Regions from separate parts of the Rattus norvegicus genome. Here region 1 is linked to region 2. The links are chromatin contacts, called in public Hi-C maps. All regions are on one chromosome and are shown on one strand. The core of a region is the stretch at or near the end of the contact, and the rest is flanking DNA. Distances in the headings are between cores, read along the strand shown. Region 1 overlaps Ccdc148 (coiled-coil domain containing 148). Region 2 has its middle 38 kb from the start of Upp2.

Region 1 (5,447 bases), core at 2,649-5,148, 120 kb after region 2:
CATCTCCCCTTATTGATCCTCACCCTCTCTCTCCTATCTTCCTCTCTCCCTCTCTCTTTCTTTCAACAGGGTCTCCTGTGTTGCAGGCTGGCTGCAAACTGACTACATAGCCAAGGGGGACCTTGAACCTCTGATGCTCCTGCTTCCCATGGAATGGCAGCAAAGAAAAATAAAGGAAAAAAAGCAACCAGTCATCCTACTACTATTAGTAACTAGAAGTTTTAAGAACACATTTTCTTGCTGAAAATTTTTCTTGCTTCCTTTTAGAAGTAGCCAAAGATTTATTGGCAAGCTTTATGTGAGATCCTCCTCTCCAAGAAATTCATCTAAGTATTTTTTTTTAGATAATTAGGAACTTTTAATAACACTTCAAGTATCATAAAATTTCAGTTTTTTTCTTCTAAACGACCACACTGCCGTGTCTTTCCAGTATAAATCAGGTATTCCCGTGATGGAGACACTAAGTCTAGTTTCTTTTTAAGCCAAATTTGCAAACCGAGACTGTTTAGATAATTGGTTTGCAATAAACATGATGCACCAAACTGATTGCTAAATTCAGAGAAAGGTTGACTCTCCTCGTAGAATAACCAAGAAACAATAGCAGTATTAACGACAATGAAGCTTCCATAATTAAAAGTCAAATACTGAGATAACAAGCCGAAACGACGCATGTACCAGTGGAATAGACAAATCTTGCAAATGGTTATTTTAGCTCTTCTTTATAGAAAAAAATGCTTCAAAATAACAACCTACCAAATGCCAACATATATACAGAAGTCTCATAATTTTGGTAAATTTGGTAATAATACATATTATTGAAAGAAAAATCAAATAATGACCAAAACTTTGAAGATAAAAAAGGGAAAGTTGTTTAATAAATGCTATAATTTCTATGTGCAGTGGTTTTTAGGCATTTAGCAGCAGTAATCGTCATTTTCCATAGCCACACAGTGTTTGTTCGCAGGTACCCTCTAGATCTTGAACACCGTTGATTCTGTATCCTTCCTTGGAGGCTTCTGAGGACCAATTTTCGGTAGCATCTCTTTGGCGTACTGCGTTTTATGGAGTCCAGCTTCTCGGAGTGCTAACTCAAATCGAAGTCGAGGATCAGAAATGATCTGTAGACAAAAAAAAAAATGGGATTTAAGCAAACACTGACTCATTTAGCTGGAGCACATCCTACCACTCACGCTCGTTTTTCCAAGTTGCACATCTTTAAAGGTGGCTGTCAGATGACAGTAAAGCTTGTGAGTTCTGTGACTGCAGAGTTTCCACTAGAAATGTCCAAACTGTGGTTTACACTATCACTTTCCACTGCATTACTTGTTTTCAACATAAAGTGAGTTCAATATTATATACTACAATCAGATACAATATATTATTTTAAAAAATAATAAAGGAACCTTGCTTTCAGTACTATTAGTGGTTATTTATTGCTGGCTGGAATCACATAGATAAAGGATTATTAATGTAAATCTGCTTTAATAGACAAATCAATCTTTGGAATATATTTTTCAGGAGATGTTAGTTAAGAGAGCCCTAGTTTTAAGTGTATGAGTGTGTGTCTGCCTGCACATATATGTACCATGTGGGGGTGTAGTGCTGACAGAGGCTAGGGGAAGGTGTGGGAAGTTACTTAATGAATCCTGCATAATTAAAAATCAAATTGTAAAATAACAATCAGAAGAAATGTAGCTGTGGATTGGTAATTTTTTTAAAGATTTATTTATTTATTATATATAAGTTCACTGTTGCTGTCTTCAGACACACCAGAAGAGGGCATCAGATCTCATTACAGATGCCTGTGGGCCACCATGTGGTTGCTGGGATTTGAACTCAGGACCTCTGGAAGAGCAGTCAGTGCTCTTAACCCCTGAGCCATCTCTCCAGCCCAGAATTGATAATTCTTGCAAATAATATTTATGTATTTTTCCAAATTATGTCTTACCAGGTGATGGCCCGGGTAACAGAAATCCAGTGGTCTTGGTTAATTTGGTAATAACGCCTAGAACTAGAGTTGTGGGAAGTTGTGGGTTGCTAGGTGGTGCCCGGGAGACAAATCCAGGCCCCTTGCAAGAGCCCTGAGTGCTCTTAACTGCTCAATCATCTCCCCAGCCCCCTGAGCATCTTCCGACAGCCGCCTTAACTTCACCGTCATTTAGTAATGTGCAAATTACTCACAAACATGTGGTCACTCCTAGAAAAAGGGAGTCTGGGGCTGGATTTCTATTTCAAACAGAACTGGAAAATGCCCCGACCATCATGCTAAGTAGGAGTAGACAAACAGATACTCTGGCTTCTCTTCTCAATTACGCTTAATTGGCCCGTAGTCCTCTTCCTATGAATCTTAAACGTCAACACATTCTTTGCCATGATAAGAGATGACCACGTCTGGACATTTTACCCCAGTCTAATGTAACCCAACTCCCTAAGAGACACGGTCGTGAGTTTCTAAAAATCGCTTCCTCCATGAGTTCCTGACTGAATGGGAGCAATGGGAGGTTCCCAGGTAACTAATGTGTGACGCTGCCTCATGTAGTGAAACATGGGGGTGTGTGTGGTGCTGCTGGCAGGAGGACGCTCTCAGGTAAGAAACAACCAGGGCAGCCTTGAAGTCTGACTTAATCTTTCCAGTAGTCAGAGAGGGAGGAAGAGAGACCTAATCGAACAGGGAGGCCTCACATACAAACGTTGAGGTAAAGCAGGTCAATTTTAGGATGAGGTGAGTTTGGGTAGAATACTATGCCACTGAGGAGCTTGGGGGGAAAAGGACACTCAGACTGAAATTTGGATCTCGTAGCCTTGAAGGCTGTGCTAACTAGCCCCACAGTGTTTGTTTCTGCTTTTAGCATCAAAGTATGGCCACATAGGATGAATCTGATCATCAGGTCGGAATAAATTAAGGTGCTGGGGGAAGAAAAAGAGATGGAGGGAGGGAAAGGTCAGGAGGCTACTCTGACTGTCTAGACATGAAGTAATAAATACTTAAACCTGTCTGGGAGTAGAGACGACCTAACTGTCAGACATAGTCTAAAGGGAAGACTCAATGACAACCAGTCAGAAGCAGGGCTGGGGTAGTGAGAAGCACAAGGCCAGAATAACCCAAAGGTCTGAGAAAAAAACATCTGAGCCTTGGTCCCTGGCTTCTCCTCTGTCCCCATGTATTCTGAGCCACTTTCAAGGACTCCCACTCCCTCTATGATCTGCTGCTGTTTACTCCCGAATTCTCTTTAAGATTCACCTCCTTCTCCAGCACCAAGGGCTGTGGCGCCTTCAATTTTTTTTCATTATCCAATTTTTTAGTAAAAAGTAAATGAAGAGAGAGGTTTCTCCTCCCCAGAGGCTGGTAATCAGGTTTTTGAAAGGATGCTTTAGACCCCCTCACCCTAAACGTGACACGGACAAAACAAATCTCCTCCCCCCAGACTTGTTTTTCCTTCTGCTCAGTTCTTATGTGGCAATAATTTGTTGAATCACTGCCGAGTATCAGGCAATATCCTAGGCAGTTGATATTTATTATTTCCAATCCCCAGAAGAACTTTGCAAGTAATTATTTTAAAGATGAAAGAAACAAACATAAAGATGTTAATAGCTTAGGCGAGTGCACGCAGCCGGTAAATCTCGAGTGTGGATTTGAATCCACAATGCGCAACTGCGGTGCTTGTCGAGCTTGGAGTCCTCCTCGATTCGATTCCTTTACCGCTCCCATCCCCCATCGCTCCAGTCAGAGCTGCGCATGACTCTTTCACCACCACTTCCACTCCTCTCCTCCCAATGTCCAACTATTTCCCATTCAAGATCCGAGGATAAAATACAAATGTCACTATTTAACTTACCTGCTTTTAAATAGCATGTCTGGTCACGGGACAAAGGTCAGATGTCTGAATAAAAAGGCTTCCTGTGTACCACAGCTGGGCCCTAGCCCAAGTTTCCATTCTCATTTCAGCACTTATCCTGTGCCGGTGCCTCTGTCTCACAGTAAAGACATTCAGCGAAAGGCCTTCTCTCAGTCTTTTCTGTCTGGGAAACCCCTGATAGCTTGGCCCAGAGCCTTAGGACTCTTCCTTTCCCTTAGTTTCGCCTGTGTAGGGGCCAGTTGCCTTTGTACTATCATAGCTGGTTCTAGAGAGATATATACCTACACGTCCCTAAAAGTAATTCTTCTCCCTGTGCACATTAGCCTCTTTTCCCTTTAAACTGTAAATCGCCGTGAATGAGTTTAGTAACAACTGCCCCAGATCGGAAACTCTGCTCCTGCTCAGAAGTGCCATCTCTCTAACCTCCCCCCGACAGAGTTCTCCCTTCTCTCCTCACACTGGGCACAGAACTGGCTTCACACTGTGCTTTACCTCTGAATGTAATACTTCCCTTCTTAACCTAGAGAGTCACTTCTCTCGGGAAGGATCAGTCTGGCCCATTTAGGTGGAGCCAAGAGCTACACTCTTGCACAGAACCAGAATAACAGTGTCTATTTCATAAATATTTGATTACTAATGAATGAAATTTTCACCTTACTATTCACCATCAAGTATGCAGCACACAGGGGAGGTACTTTGAACTCGTTTGGCAACAGGTTTCTTGAGATATTGGCGTGCTCTCCCTAGTTCTGTAAAACTCATGAATGCTTACTTACTTAATTTGGGTGATATTCATTCATTCCTATGTCTTCTTTTCTACCCTTCTCCGCTAAAAGTTCTTTTAAATCTCTCTTCTCAGTTCCAGCCACAACCAAGACACATTCTAAACTCCTGCAAACAGCTCCAAGATCCCTCGATGGTGCTGCCACAGAAAATGCTTTATCCTTAGCTCGAAGAACAAAACTTGGGGTAGCTGTCTTCAGTACTGCCTGTCGATCTCATTAGATGCCTATTTGATAGTATCTATGCCATGAATTTAGAATATAAACTCATAATACAACAGAGAAATCTTTGAACCTGAAAGAAATACCAGTGACCATTTTTTTAATCAATGACTTTTGCATAAAATGTTACAAAACCTCTTTCAGTGACAGATATGTTTTTGAACTGTTTTGTTTTATGTCACACTTTTATAACACTTAGATTCATCCAGCAATTATGGTTTATTATTTACAAATAGAAAATATGCTAATCTAGTCCAGGCTCTTTCCAGGTAAATATTAAAAATCATTAGTAACTCAGAGCGCACGCTTGAACGGTTCCTCCAGCTCTCTGCGTGGACTCTACACCAGGACCGCCAGTTCCCGTAAGTACCTGCTGCTCATTGTATGTGGTCAGGGTGAAGAGCGGCTTTTGAAGAGTGAATTCCTCCTCACTCACAGCGCCTATCCGAGCTTTCCAGGCCAGTGTCTCTGACATCATTCTAACTGGATCAGACCGGACAGCGACAGCAACCTGAGGGAAGAGAAAGCAGGGACGCTCAAGTGGGGATACAAGTCAAAGGCTTCTGGGTAAGATTATGGGTTTGCC
Region 2 (4,954 bases), core at 2,187-4,686:
TTTCCATTTGTGAGGAGAGAGTGCTGTATCCTTTCTTTAAGCTGATACGATCAATAAGTCCTCAGGCCTGGTTATCACAGTATGTTTTTAATATGCTGTATGTTTCTACAGTTATGGTTTATCTTGTTACATTTATAGGGCAGTGCTTTGTGGCTCAGGGACTGACCTAACTGGGGGGATGTAGAATGGGTACATGAAACAACAGACAGATGGACAGACAGACAGACAGAACTGGGATTGGGTGAGCCATGCAGTCTGATACAGAAATACTAGCAGAACCTAGAAACTTAGCCAGTTTATTGTGCACAGCACAAATGAAGAAGAGGAGGAGGAGGAAGAGGAGGAGGAAGAGGAAGAGGAGGAGGAAGAGAAGGAGGAGGAGGAAGAGAAGGAGGAGGAAGAGAAGGAGGAGGAAGAGAAGGAGGAGGAGGAAGAGGAGGAGGAAGAGGAAGAGGAGGAGGAAGAGAAGGAGGAGGAGGAAGAGGAGGAGGAAGTGGAGGAGGAAGAGGAGGAGGAAGAGGAGGAGGAAGAGGAGGAGGAAGAGGAGGAGGAGGAGGAGGAGGAGGAGGAGGAAGAGAAGGAGGAAGAAGAGGAGGAGTAGGAGGAAGAGGAGGAGGAGGAGGAGAGGAAGCAATTTAACTAATCTAGGTAGGGAGTCTTTATAGGCAGGTAGTCTCAGGTTGCAGTCATCCTGGAGGAGAAAGCTGCAACTGATATTTTCAGCACACGTGTTTTTGTTAAAGTTTTACCCAGGGGAAGGCATTTGCATTCCTCCAAGCCTAACCTGGAGTGGGCCTTGCTACTCCCATGGGTCTGAGGCATTGGGGCCTTTGTCATGCTATGTTCCTACCAACAACACACATTTTCTCAGGACTTCTTCTGCTCCCTATAAGGCATTATTCCTTTTAACTCTTAGGAATAGTGCATATGCCAGCCCAGTCCTTGTGGGTGGTGCTGGACAGATGCTGTTAATGTACCCACCAGGGTGCACAGTCATTCTGCCTCTGAGTCTGAACTCAAAATGGAGTCAAAGGTGCTTGTCAAATGGAGTGTCTCTCGGTAAGACATTGCCAAGAGAGCCACCATTTTACATAATGTGGAGTAACTTATAACAGGGCACAGATGACCTTAGCAAAGACCCTGCAACCTTTGACATTAGGAGGAAAAAGTTATAAAAATACCATTCCTTACTTTTCCATTGATCTCTTTTCATTCTTTGATATTTAAGGCGCTCTTTTATGAAGTTCAAATCATATCCACCCCCTATTCAGATAAAAACGTGCATCTATTGCAGGGTGGGCAATTTCACTTGGCTTCAGTCAATCTGCATTTGATTTGCCTTGTATTAATCACTTAATGGGAGTATCCAGCAGAGATCTTGCTGCCAATATTTGAGAAGTTATGACTGAATGGGAACTAATTATATGAGTGGTCAGTCACTTAGTGAACCTTCTTCTGTCCTAAGAATTACTGCACACCCAGCGAACACCCTGGAACCGTACAGACATGTGAAAGGGCCCCCTGGGCCATTTGCACTGAAGGTGGGTGTGATCTGATTCCCAAGAAATTGATTGGGGATAAAATTCTTATGAATCCGGCCACTTTTCAACTGCCTTTGGCGAGGAGATACTATTTTAAGGCGTTCTTTGGATAAAGATGAAACGTCTACCTAATCTCTGATTTAATCTGACTTTATATCTCAATTTCCAGTACCAACATTTCTTATAGCAGAGGGATGCAGTCAGACAAGGGACCAGGTCCAGGGTCCCTTTGAAGATGGCCCTGTGGGTGGGTCATAGAAATAAGTTCCCGTCTTGCAGGAAGAGTTAACTGCTGTCTGAGGATTGCACTGTCCTGAGAACAGTAGTGGGCATGGGCAGATCTTCTCACTCAACGTAGGCAAGAGAGGCTCGTGATCAGTGTAAAGACAAGCAAGCTAGCCAGAATGGCCTTTTTTTGTTATTGTGAGAGCTAATTATAACCCACGGTATGCCTTGACATGTCTGGAATGGGAAGTATCTGGAATTTGTCATCATCACGAAAGCCATCTCCCCCCCCCATCTCGAAGGAGCTCCACTTACCAGCGAAGGAGGGATGTAAGATCGAAAGGAACTTTCCAGTTTTTTTGTTAGGTTTCCTGGGCCAGCAGCAGTACACAAAGAAGCAGGAGAACCTGAAAGGCTTTTCAGGGGATTCTTAAATGGCTCTGTCGTGTCAACAGTGACCAAGGGGCTTCCAGGTACTGCGAGCTGACGTTGGTATGTCAGGAAGCTTGCGCTGTGAGAAATGCAGGCGCCATTTACTCTGTCCTTTTCTCCTTATCTAGAAAAGTAGGGGAGCAGGGGAAGGAAGGCAAAAGGGGGGGGGAGGTGGACGCACTGGAGTGGCTTCCAGATGAAGTCTTCTCATAGCAGGGCAGCCCTGCAGAACATTCCCTGCCAGGCCTGTGCCTGCAAAGTGTCCACACATCCTCCCCAGATTCACCACTTCTTAAGGCAGGGATGAACGCTCGTAGCTTGTCATTTAGGAACCGGCAGAGGAATCCCCTTGGGCAGATCCTCTTTGAAACCATAAGCTCTAATGTTTAACATCTACTTCCAAACTATACATCTCTCTGTTCTAGTCGGGGACAGCTGTTTCCTCTCTGAATAAATCACAGGGCTGAGGAACATTTAGTGAGAGATCTAGGGGGTCTCATTTCCACACTTCCCTAGAGACCAGCTCTCCCAAAGCTGGTCCCAAGAATGCCTCTGGCAGGACACAATTCTGACTTGACTGAGAATTAGGAAAATTGTGTGCCTCTGGTCTTGCAAAAGGGTGTCATGAGGTGGGACATCAGAATCAAATGCTGTAGGTGGGCAGAGTGGGATGGCAGGTCCCCCTGAAGGCCTTCCCATGCCTCCTGTCTCAGACTGGTGGCATCTTAGCCACCTAAGAATCATTAAAGATTCCCGAGAGGAAAGACAAGTGCAGCCACTAATGCTGTTGAATAAGAAAACCTAAATGCAAGACCCATGGTGCTGGATAGCAGACAAAAGGCTGTGTCTTAGTTGGAGTTTCCATTGCTATGAAGAGACACCATGACCAAGGCAACTCTTATAAAGGACAACATTTAATTGGGACTGGCTTACAGTTTTAGAGGTTCAGTCCATTACTGTCATGGTGGTAAGCATAGTAGCATACAGGCAGAACTAAGAGAAGGGTCTCTTCCTCATTGGGTGGAGCTTCAAAGCTCGCCCCCATGATGATGGACTTTCTCCAACAAGGCCACACCTACTCTAATATAGGCCACTCTTCCCATGGTGTTACTTTCCATTCAATCTACCACAGAATGATTCCATGAGAAAGACCATTCAGGGCAGGGGAGGATCGTTCAAGGCTTGTGTGCTTGCTTAAAAGAGCACACAGAGAATACAAAGGTCCCAATTCTTGCCCTACATGGCTTTGCCATGCAGGCAGGAGGTAAAAGGAAGACCTTTGACACTAGAACAGCAGTTCTCAACCTGTGGGTCATGACCCCTTTGGCAAACCTGTATCTCTAAAATTAGTTACATCGCGATTCATAGCAGTATCAAAATTATAGTTATGTAGTAGCAACAAAAATACTTTTGTGGTTGGGGGGTCACTACAACACAAGGGACTGTTTTAAAGGGTTGCATCATTAGGAAGGTTGAGAACCAGTACAGTAGAAAGGGGTAGTGTACCGGCTTCTTGCCATGAATTCTGAGCAAAACTGCCAGACACTTCGAAGTTCAAACTCTTCATGTCCAGAGTGTGCTTTGTAGGGATAGAATGGAGATCAAGTGAGCCATCCCAGCCAAGCACTTGGGTCCTGGATGGCTTCAATAAATATCAGGCATGGGCACTCCCTCTGATTCAAAGTTGGAGTATCCCTAAGTTCTGAAGTAGTATGGGGTGGCCTTGAGCGACAAGTGATTTAGAGAAATGTAAAGTGAGTAGGATTTGAGGTGCACTTGGAAGAGGGGGTTGGATTTAGGCCAGCATTGGAATGTGGACACAGTATAATGTGTCTCAGGGCAAGCAGAAAGCATAAGTGAAGGTATGGACTGTGGTTGCTGCTTACAGGCCAGTTTGGATGTCAGCCTGCCTGGCGTAGAAGCCTGCTGAGTGAAGCAGAGAAATTAGATTTGTTTGAAGGGGCCTACTCAGAAAATGCACTGACAGAAATCCAAATAACAGGCTGGGGGAGAGGGAGAGATGAGTATCTGAGGAAAGGATGTGGTGGAGACAGGTTTTGGGGGGAAGATTAAAGGCATTGCAGTAACCTGGGGTGTGGCAACCAGGAACTGCCGTTGAGTGAAAGAGTGTTTAGAGTGGGATTACAGGGACAAGAGGTAAGCATTAGCTCTGTGCGTGTGCACAAAGGGTCCATTACGGAATGCAAGTCTGAGCTGAGTGTTTCCATTTAGTTTCGTAGTTTGGATTTAAGGAAAACAAAAAGAAATGCACTTAAGATAATCCAGTAATGAAAGATTACACACAAGCCTGGGAACTGAGGACAAGCCAACGAAACCACCAAGAGGAGGCATTGGAGATAACCCCCCTGCAGTCAAATGGCTGTAGTAAGCTGGGTGTGTATTGCATTTTGTGCTCTGTCAATCACAGCCCACACCAGGCAACATGGGCCAGCATCCTGCCCTCCCTTGCCAGCTCCTCCCCTTTGTAAATAGACTTTCTATTTCCTATACTGTAATGAGGCTATTTTGCAAATATTAAACTAATCTGTCTTGTCTCCCTGTCAAATAATCTTTGGGCCTTTACCTCTGAGGCTAAGCGATGAAATATCTTTGTCGTGAGGAATCCACCAGAGAAGACTGCTTAGACCTGGTTCAAGCCAGTAGTGAGTCTTTATTATCTTGCTGGTGACCACACTGGGTGCCCCTGACCCCAGTGGAGTGCTGAGCCTTTCTTAGGGTCAGCTTTTAAACATAAA

Evidence for each region. Hi-C and Micro-C count contacts between places; a contact is called where the count stands out from the background.
Region 1: a contact with region 2 is called in a Hi-C map of liver, with 2.0 times the contacts expected there. The contact joins two enhancer-like sites. A contact is called at or near these places in 2 of 12 Hi-C or Micro-C datasets (the A7r5 cell line and liver).

Annotation. Positions count from the first base shown.
Region 1 is chr3:63,764,958-63,770,404 of GRCr8, forward strand. It overlaps Ccdc148 (coiled-coil domain containing 148), which reads right to left. Exons shown (of 15, transcript NM_001107732.1): 14 at 5,232-5,372; 15 at 711-1,118. The coding sequence ends at 972. Among named protein-coding and RNA genes, the nearest start is that of Upp2, 86 kb to the left of the region's middle. Within about 2 kb of position 3,899, at least 7 of the 93 cell types and tissues checked have an H3K27ac peak or open chromatin away from gene starts, as enhancers often do. A contact at or near this core is called in liver, where this site is marked.
Region 2 is chr3:63,641,010-63,645,963 of GRCr8, forward strand. No RefSeq gene overlaps it. Among named protein-coding and RNA genes, the nearest start is that of Upp2, 38 kb to the right of the region's middle. Within about 2 kb of position 3,437, at least 3 of the 93 cell types and tissues checked have an H3K27ac peak or open chromatin away from gene starts, as enhancers often do. A contact at or near this core is called in liver, where this site is marked.